Linked DNA regions of Hordeum vulgare: region 1 is linked to region 2. Evidence: chromatin contacts called from public Hi-C data. All regions are on one chromosome and are shown on one strand. Each heading gives the region's core, a stretch centred on a gene start, on an enhancer-like site or on the middle of the called end of the contact. The rest is flanking DNA. Distances are from core to core; before and after follow the strand shown.

Region 1 (7,493 bases), core at 1,171-3,670, 480 kb after region 2:
GAATCAGTACACTAACAATTAAGCACCCACATTCATTTTTAATACATGATAGAGGCATGAAATTCTTGTCATTGTTATCAAGAGAAACAGACCCGAAACCTCTAGGCCAGGTGGGATTTTGTGAGACAACTTTCACAGTCAACATGAAGTGTGCACCTCGCATCGGCCTGCACCACCACCTCAAAGCTCAACACGCCATTCAACCAGCCTCAGATCACAACATGACTCTACTAGTACAAACACATCGTACCGGGACCGCAAAGTGCAAACGGTGGATGAGCTCCATGGAGGACATTAAAAGAAAACTTATTTCTACATGGCAAAAGTTTGATTTTTTTATACATACACAAATACATATATATCTCGTTCATGAAAATTTTCAGAACAATATACTTTCATACGTGGCATAGAAAAAAAATACGTGTATGAAAACGGGCCATCTTTTTTGTTGTTGGGCCGGGATTTTTTTATGCAGCTTGCAAACATAATATTGTTGAACAAAAAAATGTTCATGATTTTGAACAAATATTCGCAAATTTAAAATTGTTTTCATGAATTTTTAAAAAAGGTAAAAGGTAAAAAAATGATTTAGGAAAAATTTAAAGAAATAGAAAATATGTTCACCAAATATGAAAATATTTCTAACTTTTAAAATAAACGCTAAATGAAAAAAGAAAGGAAATAAATAATAAATTAAAATATTTAAATGAATAAAAGGAAGGAAGATCGAAATCATAAAATCCCAAATTAAAAAACACACACAAACAAAGATAGAGTCCGGTGCAGGAAGGTTCGAAACCGGATATGAGCTAGTAGCGGGAGCGGAGGGAGCTCCTACCTGCCGCTCATTGCGGCAGGGACTCCTGCGCAGCACAGGGCAGGCATGCCGACTGGGCCTGTCAAGTTTTTTTTACCTTTTTCCTTTTCTGTTTATTTCCAATTTTTGTTCGTTTTTTATTTCCTTTTTTTATATTTGAAGCAAAATATTTTTTGAATTTGCAAAACAATTTGGAAAAATCGTGAACGAATTTGGAAGCGTGAATAAATTTTCAAAGCACGAATATTTTCTGAATTTTGGGAACAAAATTTTGAAAAGAAGAACAACTTTGAGAATCCCCAAACAAATTTGAAAGCATGAACAAATTTTTAAAGCACAAACCCTTTTTGAATTTTGAGAACAAATTTATGAATTGAGAACATTTTTAAAAAATTTTGAACAAATTTGGAAGTGCGAACAATTTTTAAAGTATGAACATTTTTTGAACCTTGAGAACAAATTTGTTAAAATCCCAAATAAATTTGGAAGCACAAATAAATTTTTTAAAGCATGATGTTTTTGAATTTTGAGAAGAAATTTTAAAAATCCTGAACAATTTTGGAAGCTCAAACAATTTTTTAAAGCATGCACATTTTTTAAATCTTGAGAACAAAATTTTGAAACGGAGAACAATTTTAAAAACCCCGACCAAATTTTGAAGCTCGAACAATTTTTAAAACATGAACATTTTTTGAATCTGGAGAACAAATTTTGAAAATTCGTGAACAAATTTGGAAGCTTGAGCAATTTTTTAAATGACGCACATTTTTTGAATCTTGAGAACAAAATTTTGAAAGGGAGAACAATTTTAAAAAACTCCAAACAAATTTGGAAGCACAAACAACTTTTTAAAACACGAACAGTCTTTGAATCTTGAGAACAACTTTTGACAACAAGAACAAATTTGAATTTTTTTGAACTAATTTGGAAGCTGGAACAATTTTTTAAAAACATGAACATTTTTTTAGTCTGGAGAACAAAAATTTGAAACGGAAAACCATTTTAATAAAACCTAAATACATTTGGAAGCTTGAACAATTTTTGAAGACACAGACATTTTCTGAATCTTGAAAACAAATTTTGAAACCAAGAAAAAAATGAATGTTAAGAATAAAATTTGAAACCAAGTACAATTTTGAAAAAATACAGAACACACTTTTGAAAATCAAGAACTTTTTTTGAAAATCGAAAATTGTTTTTTTAATCCAAAACATTTTTTGAAACAGAAAAATAAAATAAAAAAATGAAACAGAGAAGAATAAAATAATAAAAAAACGGTTCGGAAAACCTTCTAAAAGTTTTCCAAACCGAAAAAAAAACGGCTGAAACATATAGAAGGTTCCCAGAATCGGACACTGTGCCAGCGCATTTAAACTCGATCTCCCTTTCGTTTTATGCGAAGCCCCGACACCGTTTCATATACAAGGGGCGAATAGGATTTTCCGGGAGCTGACAGCTGAGGAGTAGGCGCTTGCTCGTTAACAAGCGACAAACGGGCCGAACAGGATTGGCCCACCGTACTATATCCCTCGTCAAAAAAGAAAGAAAGAAAAAAAACCCAACCCCAGCACAAAAACTCAGGAGCACTTGGACTTGGCCGAGCGCGCCAGGACAAGAGGCGGCAAAACTTGCCACGAAATATTTCGCGGTCCCTCGGCTCCTCCCCCTTCCCCTGCTCCTCCTCCCGCCTTCCACGCGCTCCCCTCCACGCCCCCGCGAGGCCAAGGGGATCGTCCCGCCGCCCGGAGCCCAGGTCGACTCCGGCGAGCGCCCGATATCCGCGCCCCTCGGCTCCGCGCTTGGCTTTCGTCCCCGGCCCCGAGGCCGGCTCGCCGCCGGCGGATCCGTAGCCGGAGCTAGGGTTTCGCGGCTCCGGGCGTCGCGGCCGCCGAGATCTAGGGTTTCGAGCTCAGGTACGCCCCCTCGGGTTGCCTGGTGTGGTTGGGTAGGGTAAAATTCGCGTGGCTTTGATGGGTTCTGAAATGTCAGGAGCGGCGTAGGATTCGTGGATTAGGTGTTGCGGTTCCGTTCTCGAACCCGTGCTTGATCCTCTGCCCCTAACTCTCTCTTCTTCGAGTCGCAGGCACGAAGGGGACGGCACCTGGAGTCGCAGCCCTCCATTCCAGTGCGGCGCCAAGGCAGGGTAAGCCTTCTTATCCCCTTCCGCGATTCTGACTTGATTTCTCTGGTACTCGGGTCTGAGCGTGGAAACCCTAGGTTAACTGATGGATGGGGATTGACGCTAGGGTTTGAGCGGATTAAGGGCTGGATTCAGGAGGCGGTTTAAGGGGATGATGGGTAGTAACATCATATTCACTTTCCCCCTGTTTCAGATAATGACGCTCCTGTTCATGTAGATGAGAGGGCGATTTATGCATTGATATGTATCCGCAATTCGCCCCTAGTTTCACCGTGGATGAACTCGTCCTCAATTCTCCCCTGGTTCGAGCGTGAACGAATTCGTCGGTTGAGATCTGCCGCCACCTGGGGGGGGGCATATGCATATCTTCCTGATGCATAACTGTGTGGTTTGTAGCAATCACAATTAGGGATCAGTTGCTTGGTTTATTGCAAATACAATGCTGAACTTGTTGAATGGTGACCTGAAAGTTATTATTAAACTGAAACAAATGTTTTGAACCCTAACTGGAACGAATATTATCCTTTTGTTGGTGTAAATACATAAGACAGTGACCTTTTTCTCTTTTGTTTGCAATTTTGTGCTCATTCATCACATATTCATTATCAAGTGCAATTAAAAGAATTCTTGCTAAATCAAATTAAAACATTCTTATTTCGTAGCATTTGAATCTAGTCTGGTACTCACCATTTTTCTGATCTGAAACATATCTTTTATTTGCGCTTTATCAAGTTGAGAAGAGTCATTATAAATTGAAGTCTAGAGATAGACTCGATAACCGGTTCCACAATTTATTACCTGCAGGAAAGGTCGGAGTTTTCTAGGGCTGGATCAATATTGAACCTGATTGCTACCACTGCAGACGAATATCACAAAACCATGAAAGCTCCTCAGCAGCGCCGTAAACCAACTGATACAGAAGCAAAGGTCAAACTTGGTGATAAGTTGCACTGCCTGAAGCCAGGAAAATATACCAACAAATCATCAGGTGATGTGTTGGTGCCCCATTTCTAACTTCAGATAAAACAGATCAACAATTGAAGTAGAAAAGTAGGTGCTTGTTGGCAGCTACATTTGGACTGTAACAGCCACTTGTCCTTGTCAAGTTTTTAACCATATAAATTTCCAGGCAATATCGTGGCAAAATGCAGAAGAGAAGATGGTCAATCGTTTACCGGCAGTAAGATTGCATTGAAGGGTGGTAGCTTTACTGAAGTACCATTTAATAATTTGACAAACTTATCCGTTCAACCACCAAATTATTTTAAAAAGATGAAGCTTCAGTTTTTCCCAGTAGATGAGGCGATTCAGAAGGTTCTACAGCAGGTGATTATCTCTGTTTTTGCAAGAGACTTGTATAAGTACTGCTTAGCTTATGGCTTTTTTCACCACTTAATTAACAGGAGAAACACAATCCTTACCTGGAGTTGACCTTGGCTCCTCGAAAGAAGATGTCCTCAATTGTGCAACATCTGAACACAAAATGGGGTCGTTCTAGCTGTGCAAAAGGCGAGCTCATGCTCTTCCCTTACGGTGCTAGACCGGATAGCATAGTTGGCAGTGAAAAATGGACTATTAATGATTCTTGCACTGCTGCTGATGTTCATGTTGCTGTTGGCAGCCCTTCAACATTTCGCTTAAGGTTTGGTTTCTTACCGAGAAATGGTTACCTTCATTGTAATAATATCTATGGACACATGCGTGTGTGTGTGTGTGTCTCTGTTTAATTCTCTCTACATTAATTCCGATGATCATGATTTTGTATCTATTAGCTTGTCATAAAAGAAATTAGCAATGATGGTTCAGATTTGGAGACTCTTGTCAAACAGCATGATATGAAAATCAAGCGAGTACAAAAAAGTTCAATTAATTATCATTTTGTTACTGTAGGTATGGATGGTTTGATCATAATTTGAAGCAACAAAGCAGCGAAGAATCTTTGGCACCACTGCACTCTGCAGAAAAGACTATTGGTGACAAACCTTCAGACCATTTTGAGTTTCCAAACAAAACTTCAGACACTTACGATTTTCCAAATAAACCTTCAGATCCTTTTGAGTTTCCAAACAAACCTTCAGATCCTTTTGAGTTTCCAAGTAAATTTGCCAGTCCATCCGTTGTGTGTAACACAGAACAGACTGTGGTGGTGAGTATGCAATTTCATTTGATTCTTGCAATGATGATGTCATTTATACTTGACACTTAATCCTCTTTTTATGTTTCCAAAATTAGGATAGCCAAAGCAAACTGACACCGCTCTCATGGATTGACTGCATATCCAATATCAGTTTTGGAGCACTCTTATCGCAAGCTGTACCCTCACAAGACAGTAAACAACCGCCTTTGCAAAATGGTTCGATTCTCCAGCAGATTCCTGCTACGTGTGATTCATTTGATGCTGCTATTGCCTCCTTGATTGCTCACCAGCAAACAAGTAACCAACCGAAGGTCTCAAATCCATCAGTTTGGGATGCAGAAGAAACTTGTCATGCATTTCCCCGGAATCAAACTTCAGCTAGGATGTTCTCTTCAGCTCATGGCAACAGTAGTGCTATTACCTCGTTTATCCTGGGTGCAATTCCTGAGTCTGATACAGATGGCAACCAGGTAGCTGCCATTTTTCTTGTAATGTTCTGTCTGGCGAACACAGTATGTGCTTCTTATCAGCCTTTCTTTTGCTGCAGCGATGCTCTACTGAAGGCAGGAAAGAGGAGTCAAGCCCTCAGATATCAGGCTTGGGCAATACTGATAATGCAAATCCAGATGTGCCAATGGTATCATTTAGGGCCTCTTAACAAACATTGATATCTTTGTTATGCTTTGTTTTGTTTTCTCTTCCAATTGCTGATTGGATTCTTATATATGGTTACCTGCTCGCTTTCAGCCTGAATCCACCGGTGAGCCAGAGCTTGGGGCATTTGACTCCAGGCTTTTGAGTGGAACTGACAGTTTAGGTCTCAGCGGCTTCCTAGCAAACAGCTTGGATGCATTTCCGAAGTTCACTGTTTCATGAGGCTCAGAAATGTACATCGAAGATCTGAAGTTATAGATCCTGTAAAGATCATCGTCTGGTTTCTTGCTTCAAGAACCATTACTTTGGGCTTACTGAAGCTGGTTGTGTAGATATTAAGTTAATGGCCCATCTTAGTCGCATAAACTTATTTCGTACTGATTGCTCGCTCGAGAATTCTGTATTTTCAAAATTGTCCATAATCTGCTCGGCTGCTTACCATTTTCTCTGCATCCTGTTTTGCATCAAATGTTTTATGAACAGACAATCTCTCTGAAACTTTGGGCTTGAATATTTGTATGTAAACCTGAGTAGGCTTTACTTGTGAATGGCTTACTGAAATTGATCAATTTTTCATCGTTACATTGCTTTGAAGTTGATTGTGCTTGCCCTGTTGTCATGAAAGAAACAGTTGGCTGAGAAGTTCAGTGGTATGTTACCAAATGACAATTATAAATTTTGTGTTGTCACTCTGTCCATTATACAACTCACCAGTTTTCCTTTACTACAAGATACCAGAGGTTGAGAAAGAGGCATGCAGTGATGGTCTACACCTACAAGCTCAGGTAGCATATGATAGTGATTCAAAGGGGTCTGAAGATTACATGACCAATCTTAGCTTCACTCAACTCTTGACGGTAATCTTGCTAAGATGGTTATTTGACATATCTAGAATTCTACTCCCTCTGTACCGGAATATATATGTTGTTGGAGTAGCTAAAGTTCAGCTACTCCAGACATATATTTCGGTACAGAGGGAGTAGTAAAGATAATTTTTAAAAAGAATTTCTGACCAGTTTATTCCATTTATGGGGTCCAGTCCCATATAATCTTTTAACCGGGTTGTAGCGATGCACTTTTGTTTCATTTCATTCCATATTGTCCATTCTTTCTATAAAGAAGCAAGCAACTTAGGAGCTACTCCCTCCGTTCCTAAATATAAGACCTTTTAAAGATTGCACTATGAATTACATACGGATGTACATAGACATATTTTAGAGTGTATATTCACTCATTTTGCTCCGTATGTAGTCTTCTAGTGGAATCTCTAGAAGGTCTTACTCTCTCCGTCTCAAAATAACTGTCTCAACATTGTACTAGCTCTAGTATAAAATTGTACTAAAGTCAAGACACTTATTTAGGAACGGAGGGAGTATTATTTAGGAACGGAGGGAGTATTTCCTAGTCACAAAAATGCAGAGCAAACCAGGAGCATTTTGCCCGATAATTCAATTCGGAGCCTGGGCTCATCTTGCCTTCTGTTCTTTTGGGGGGCTGGGGGAGTACTACCATACCAGTGTTGGTAGCGTGTACGCCTGTACACTTTTCGCCGCCTTCCGCGACGTGTGTTCCCCTGTACGCTAGCGAGTTGAGAAGACGGGGTCGCAATCCGGATTTAATACCCGTCGCTACGGTACCAGCTTCTTTCCCTGCTGGATACGTGAGTACTTATTTATGTATACCGTTGGCAGTTGAGCATCGTTTTTTCGTGGGAGAAGCTGACGGAGAATGGTTCTCCTGAACAG
Region 2 (7,493 bases), core at 1,461-3,960:
TTGCTCGGATGTTTGCATCCGGTGCAACCCTCTTATAAATATCTTTGCTTTCTTCTATAAAGATATGGTATGTCATTAGCGTATTCTTAGAAAAAACTTGACAACCATAGTCAACTGTATATTATTTCGGTGCTTATTCAGGTTACAGACACAGGCTTTCTGTGTAACATCTACAAGGTGTAGACACTCAACCAACAAAAACAAACGGGCGAAACAAGGTTCTATCTCTTTCTGCGCCGCTGCATCTTATAGAGGTGCATATAGAACATACATAGCAGCCATATCAGTAACACAAATATGCAACAACACCACAATGATCCTTGTTGATCAGAGCATGGTCTCTCTTCTGGTAATAATGACCAGAAAAGAACTGGTAATGCAGGCACGATTATGCCAAGACAGCCTGCATGTTCACAGCTTCCATTCAGCAACCTAGAAAGCAGGTGACCGCAATCCGCAATCAACGGCAAAGACCAGAAGGATAGTTTCAAGCTGTTATGTACATGGTGCCAGAAGAGAGAGCAGAATGGTCACAGGGCAGGAGCTTTGCACCAAGAGACAGACGAAGCCAAGAGAGTTCTGGAGGGGAACCATCTAGTTCATGGCACTTCTCCAGCGAATAAGGATCAGATACTGGAGGCTCCAATAAACTGACAGGCGCTGTCGCCACCTTTCATATGGTGATTCACAACTCTAAGGAGCATCATGGTTCATATCCATGGAGGGTTCGTATGAGTTCCGATGCACGGAGTCCTGGTTCTGGGGAGAATGGCCGTTCCAAGCTCCGCTTCCACTTGGCGGGGAGTTTACAGGGCCATGTCCTGAACACTGAACCACATGATTTGAATGGGAATTTTGCTGCGAAGGACTGCTGAAAGCATTTGAGATGCTTGTGGTTCTTGTTTGGTCTGTTTGGCACAACTGAGAGTCAAGTGCAGCCGCCACATTTCCAAATGAGAAGTAGTTGGTTTGGACATTTGCAGAAGGAAGACCACATGCTGGCTGTGGAGTTAGATGTTGGGAAGACCCTGCCATGCCTCCTCTGCTCTCAATCTCATTCTGTGTAAAGAAGAGAAGCATCAAGGACTTGGGCCAGATATTAACATAACAATAGCAAGAGCTAAAGAAAAGAAAGGTGGAAATATCATCTTTTGAGCAAGGCCACAAGTTAATTCCTGTATTGGTACCAGCAGCTTTAGCATTTCAATAGGAAAATGAATGATTTTGTGATGTTTGTATATCTTACTTTGAACCAAAAAGAGATGCCAATTCTCCTAGTTAACACACATATGCTACATTTTGCATCCGACGCAGATATGCTACATTTTGCATCCGACACAGGGCATTGGATTAATATGTTACCTGGGTTTAAACATATTCAGAGAATTGGTTGAAACAAGTTGATATTTCAGTACAAAAAGAGGCAAGTTATTCATATGACCTGCAAGTAAGCAAGTACATCAGCAACAGACACTCCCAATGCTTCTTCATGCTGACCAGATATCCATAGATGGGCACACTCCTGCCAAAAATCCAAGGCAAGGTTGGATCAATTGAGCAAATTATTAGCTGACAGTATGTGCTGCTAGATTGAAGAACACGAAGTGATTATCTCAACAGATTCCACCTACAACTTACATAACGCTCAGACAAAGACCTAATTTACCACTCAGAACACTAAACTGGTCCCTGTCATCAAAAGGTTTGTGAAACCCAAATTGCATATATGATTATGTATGCAGAACATTGCAAACCCTTCACTCTTTAGAACTGATTGTGCGCACCGTGTTGAGCTTTGGGCTCTGCACTAGTCTCTTAACCCACTTGAAAACTAACATTACCACCACACTTCCCCGAAACGTGCCGCGACATCCAAAGAATCGTAGCCCTATTAGCAGCGCCAACCCAAGCAGCCCTTAGTCCAGAGAGATCACCGGATGGCACGCCCAACTGACGCTGTTGATACACTCTGTAATATGCTGTAGCTGTTCATTCTCCTATTCTCTTCAGCTCCCCAACAGTACATCACCGTCTTGGCGAAGTACCAAACCGTGCATTTTTCTTGTTGATTATCTCGTTTTCTCGCCGCACACCAAATTTCTACGAACAGGTGACACGCTCCACCCAAGAAGCCCCCAAATCCCAGCACCACACCAAGAATTCTCGACCAGATTCGGCAAAAGAAGCAAAATTCTCAATCGTAGACCACCAGGAATCACAAAGAACTCGAGGCGGGGCCCTATCACCCACTAATCCCCGCGTAACTGGCCATTGACCGGAGCCAAGAACTCGGCCAAGGCAGGATCACACGACGCGTCAACCGATCAAACGGGCAACCGACGGGAAACGGAGAGGGGGGGGGGGGGGGGGGGGTGAGTTGCGGACCATGGCGTGGCGCTCGCCGGCGATGAAGGAGGCCTTCTGGTTGGCGACGGCCTGCGCGTAGAGCTGCGAGAGCGCGTTGGCGGCGCCCCGGAACGTGTGGTGCACCTCCGCCTCCGCATCGTCCTCCGGAGCCCGCTTCTTCCCCGCGTGACGCGCCGCCTCCATCCGGAAGATGGCCGGGGTACGGGGTGGAGAACCTTCTGGAAGCTCTCCCCGGAGCAGAGGCGGAGGCGAAGGCGAAGGCGAAGGTGGAGAACTGGAGATGGAGGACGAGAGGAAGCGTCTGATGGCAGTGCGATGGTGTCACGTATGGTGGTGGTCCACGACTTCGCAGGCTCCCTGGACCGGGCGCCCCTATGTCTCGCTTATAGCGAGACGAAGGGCAGCGCGAGATGGACTAGCCTAGGTATCGCTGGAGTCCACAGCACTCTTTTCTTCTTCTTCTTCTTCTTTTTACTTTTTATATTCTTTTTATTTACACTTCCAAAATTATGAATATATATATTAAAAAATATACATTACATAATGTTCTGAATGTTTTTAATCATGAATTCGAAAAAGGTTTAATGTATTTTAAAAGCTGTTAATCAAGAGTTCTACTAAAATCAACAAGTATTTGAAAAATGTTGATCAAGCATTTGAAAAAGGTTAAATGTCTATATAAACATTGTTTATCATGTATTAAAAAATGTCAACATTGCATATGAAAAATATTAATCAAGCATTTGGAGAATGTAAATTGTGTGTACAAAATTATTAGTCATGTATTAAAAATGTTAATATTTTCCTTGAAAATATTAATTAAGAATATAAAAATAAATGGTATATGTGTATAGGAAAAATGTTAACCATCTATTAAAAATTCTTGTATTCAAAATGCTAATCAAGCATTCCGAAATGTAAGAAAATGTGTATGAAAAAAATGTTGATCATGTGTTTCAAAAAAGTTAAACTTGTATTTGCAAATGGTAAACATGTATTAGAAGAATGTATCTGATATATACCAAAAAAGTACAACATTTACAAGAAAAAATAGACATCCAAAAGATATAAGATTCCATAAAATATTAATCGTGTATTTAGAAAAATGGTAAACATGTATACAAAAAATATTTCATATTATATGCAAAAAATGTTAAATGTGTACTGCAAACCGAAAGAAAAAACCGAAAAAAAGAATGCAAATATTGAAAATGACAAGGAAATAAAGAAACAATGAAAATGAAGAAGAAATGAAAAAACTGAAGAAAACAGAGAAAAAGGAAGGAAAAGAAAAGAAAAAACACAGTTAAAATCGAGAAAGAAATAGAAAAAAAAAGTAAAAGAAAAGAAAAAAGAAAAAATCCATGAAAAAACAAATAACAAAAAATGAAAAAACTATGGAAAATTGATATTTTACCTCAAGTTGGTTGTGTCGTCTAGTTTTCCACAAAGACAATGTGCCTCACTAGCTAGCAGAGGTATCTCACCACAAAGGAAGCTCGGGTTTGGTCCTGGTTCTCCCCTTTTACCTACATTTATGTTGTTTCGCGTGGAAGCTAATGGGCCGGTCCATTACTGCGGACGCATCACCGAGTGTTGTTCCATCCGCGTGAAGCCAGATGTAGCTCTTGCGCTCTGGACCTGGTGACGCTAAGTCGTGGACATGTTTGTTTATATGGGATTTTATTAAGGAATTTCTAAGGGGCGTGTTTGGCCAAAACCCCATCCAACGCTTTAAGCGCGAGTTATACGTGTTTGGGAAAGCTCGCGCATGCCCCGCACCCCCTCTCCACCTTGAACTCATCCATGTAACAATTTTTTTGGAAAGTGATTGGTTTTCATATGGATGCAGACATTCGCGCGCCAGCCACCTGCCACGTGTCCTGTGGTCCCAGTTGGGCTCCCCATCGCATCTCCCTCCCCAGCCTTACCTTGATCGCTGCAACCACTCATTCTTTTTTTACTTTTCCTCTAATCACATAAGTTTGTTTCCCACCTTTCTCTAGCCTTTTTTTTGGATCTTAGGAGCTTCTCCCTCAATTCCGACAGCTCGGGCCGCCGTGAGATTGTTGTCTTGCCCGTAACATCCATTGCAATGAAGCTATCAACGATGTTGTGTGCCACACTACTTTGTGTGCTCCAACCATCGTGCTCCCACTCCATTGCTACTACTGCATCCACAGTTGCTGGAAGTAAAGTTCAGCAGCACAACCCCCCGCCATCCTCTTGTTCGTGGCTGCAGCATTCGCTGGTGCTGCAATGTGCTCGATATCGCCGATGCCAGGGAGCAATCATGAGGTGTCGTCGGTGCTGCAAGGAATTACTGGGAAGTTGTTGCAACCATAATGACGACAGTGTTGCTGCAACGGTGCGACCTCGCCGCCGGTGGACAGGCACGACATGGCTGCATCATCCGTTGATGCAGCGAGGCCCAGGCGCGTTGGAAGTCGATGATGCGAGGTCCACGACATTGGTGCGAACGGAGCGGATGCAACAACCATGTTGCAACGACGACAAGTGACGGTGATGGTATAATGATGGTGCAACCCACGGGACCTTGTCGTCGGTCGATGAGCACTGTAGCTTGTGTGCCCATCCAACAAAGGAATAGTTGCAACATCTGGTGATGCTGCGAGGTGCGGGCGCTGTAAGTCGGGTGGGTGGTGCTACGTGATAGAAGCATGGAGGGGCGACACTGTGGAGGTCAACGGTGATGCGTCAGACGTCAACATCGGAGATGTCGCGTGAAGAGAGCGAAGCAAACTCACCCGCTCTGTGCTTAGCGTGTTTTGTTGATGGGGAGTTGATGCTTTTGAGTTGACTTGATCGTGCGGATTGTACTGTTCTGATTATAATGAATCAAACGATAGAGGAAGCGGGTGCAATTTTCGTTACTACATCCGGATGGCGCCTAGCACGCGGCATTTTTTTTCTCGTTTGCAAAGTCTTCCGCGACTACTTCCTGCATCGTTTAGTTTTTCCCTCACAAGATTGACAAACCATCTGGAATATATTTAAAAAATTCATGAACCTTCCTAAAATCTGAAATATGTTTTCCAAATCTCAAGACCTTTTTCCAAATTTCTAGATCAACATTTTGTGAAATTTTCCGCATTCATGAACTATTTCAAATTATGAACTTCTTTTAATCCCATGAATAGTTTAAAAGTCTGTGAATGTTCTTTCTCAATGGTTGACCCTTTTGCAAATGCATCGGCATTTCCATATCCGTGAACTTTTTCAGTTATTGTTATTTTGTTTACAAAATCCATGATTATTTTTCTAAATTTGCAGACTTTTAAAATAAATCCATGAACTGTTTACAAATTTTACAATAAAAAATAAAACCCATGAACTTTATGCAAAAATGTGTTTTTTCAAAATCAATGAACTTTCTAAATTTTCAACTTTTCCATGTACGTGATTTTTTATTGAAATTTATGAACTATTCCCTCCGTCTGGAAATACTCTTCGTAGGAATGGATGTATCTAGATGCATTTTAGTTTGCGATACATCCATTTCTATTCATTTTTACGACAAGTAATTCCGGACAGAGGGAGTATTTTAGAAGCAATGAAAGTTTTCCAGTTTTGTGTAAAAAACATGTTTACCCTTTATTGAATAATATTTTTAAAAGTCAAGCATCAACTGGTCCACCTATCAACCAGCTATAGCCGGGTCGACCAGGACCTGCGCGTGTGGGCGACAGTTGGCCTAGCTGTCACTGGTAAGGGGGAGCTCCTATGTGACGCTCTTTGTGTCAAAATGTCGACGTTTCACACAGGGCGTAGCTCACCTCAGCCGACCAATTTTGCGTTCGCGCATTCTCAAGGTGGAAAACACTTGAAATAAAAGCATCACTAGTGTTGGGACTCGATCTCGTGACTTCGTAGCGACGTGCAAGATAGGCCAACCGCTACAATCAATTGCCGTTTGTGTTGAAATTTTAGCACAATGCTAAAAGAACGAAACTACAACGTTAAAAACTTAAACCTTTGCAAAAAACCAAAACTAAAGTACAAGTGAGGGATTGAACGAAGGACCTCCTACAACTGAAGCAGGTCACTAGCGACCTAAATTCCTAGAAATATATGTCTAAAACCTCAAACATTTCATGAAAATTTAAACATTTTGGGGATTCTCAAGCATTTTTCAAAAAAGGAACAAAAATGAAAGTAATATCATGTTTTGAAATTGCGAATAATTTCTACAAAAATTAAACATTTTCTAAAAATAATGTCATTTTTAGAACTTGTTCATAATTTTGAAAACATTCATAATTTCATAATTACAAAAAAAATCAAAGAATAATTTTGAAATGCATATTTTTTTTGAATTCAAGAACAAACTTTAAAACATAACCGTTTTACAATTTGAGAAGAAATCTGGAAAGCTTGAACATTTTTGGAAATTCCTGAAGTTTTTTTTTAATTTGTGAACAAAAATGAAAAAATGCAATTTTTTTAAATTCCCCAAACATTATTTGAATTTGGGCACAAATCTTAAAAATATGACATTTTTCTAATTTGCCAACAAAATTTGAATGTGGGAACATTTTCTCAAATTCCCAAACATTTCTTGAATTTGTGAACAAATATGAACATTATTTGCAATTGACAACCATTTTATGAATTTTCAATATTTTTAAATTTGTAACTTAACTATTATTAAAATTTGGAAAAAATGTTAAGAGAAAGTGAACAAATATTTAAAATTTTATTTGTTTTTCGATTTCTAAAACAAAATTAAAACATGAACCTTTTATAAAATTGGGCAAATGCTAACATTTTTATATTTCTGAACATTTTTTCGAAAATACAAAAGTAAACTTGAAAAAAAACATAAAAGGGCAGAAAATAAATGGAAAAACAAAAAATAAAAAAGAGATAAAAATACGGAACAGGAAAGAAAATGAAAATGCAAAAGAAATAAAAAAAATAAACTGTTTTGGGAACATTCGAGAAGGTTGCCAAAACTGGGATTAGTGGAATGCGAATGCCCCCTTGCGTCTAAATGGCTGGCCCATCTCAGTGGATCCCTTCAGTCTATGTGCAGTTGTCCAACAATTCGATGCAAAATGTGTCAAATAGGAAATCGCTTTTCACGTTTCCAACTAGGAGTTCTT

What was found. Hi-C and Micro-C count contacts between places; a contact is called where the count stands out from the background.
Region 1: a contact with region 2 is called in a Hi-C map of seedling, with 6 times the contacts expected there. The contact joins the promoter of LOC123442961 here to the promoter of LOC123439510 in region 2. A contact is called at or near these places in 2 of 6 Hi-C or Micro-C datasets (leaf and seedling).

The regions. Positions count from the first base shown.
Region 1 is chr3H:57,595,621-57,603,113 of MorexV3_pseudomolecules_assembly, forward strand. LOC123442961 (TSL-kinase interacting protein 1-like) reads left to right here and starts at 2,421. Exons shown (of 9, transcript XM_045119157.1): 1 at 2,421-2,730; 2 at 2,901-2,960; 3 at 3,762-3,945; 4 at 4,087-4,283; 5 at 4,361-4,599; 6 at 4,848-5,103; 7 at 5,190-5,564; 8 at 5,642-5,731; 9 at 5,842-6,330. The coding sequence starts at 3,837. The coding sequence ends at 5,970. It overlaps LOC123441477, which reads left to right and starts at 6,511. Exons shown (of 2, transcript XM_045117898.1): 1 at 6,511-6,533. The coding sequence starts at 6,511.
Region 2 is chr3H:57,111,001-57,118,493 of MorexV3_pseudomolecules_assembly, forward strand. LOC123439510 reads right to left here and starts at 2,711. Exons shown (of 3, transcript XM_045116223.1): 1 at 2,386-2,711; 2 at 1,442-1,522; 3 at 84-1,059. The coding sequence starts at 2,550. The coding sequence ends at 694.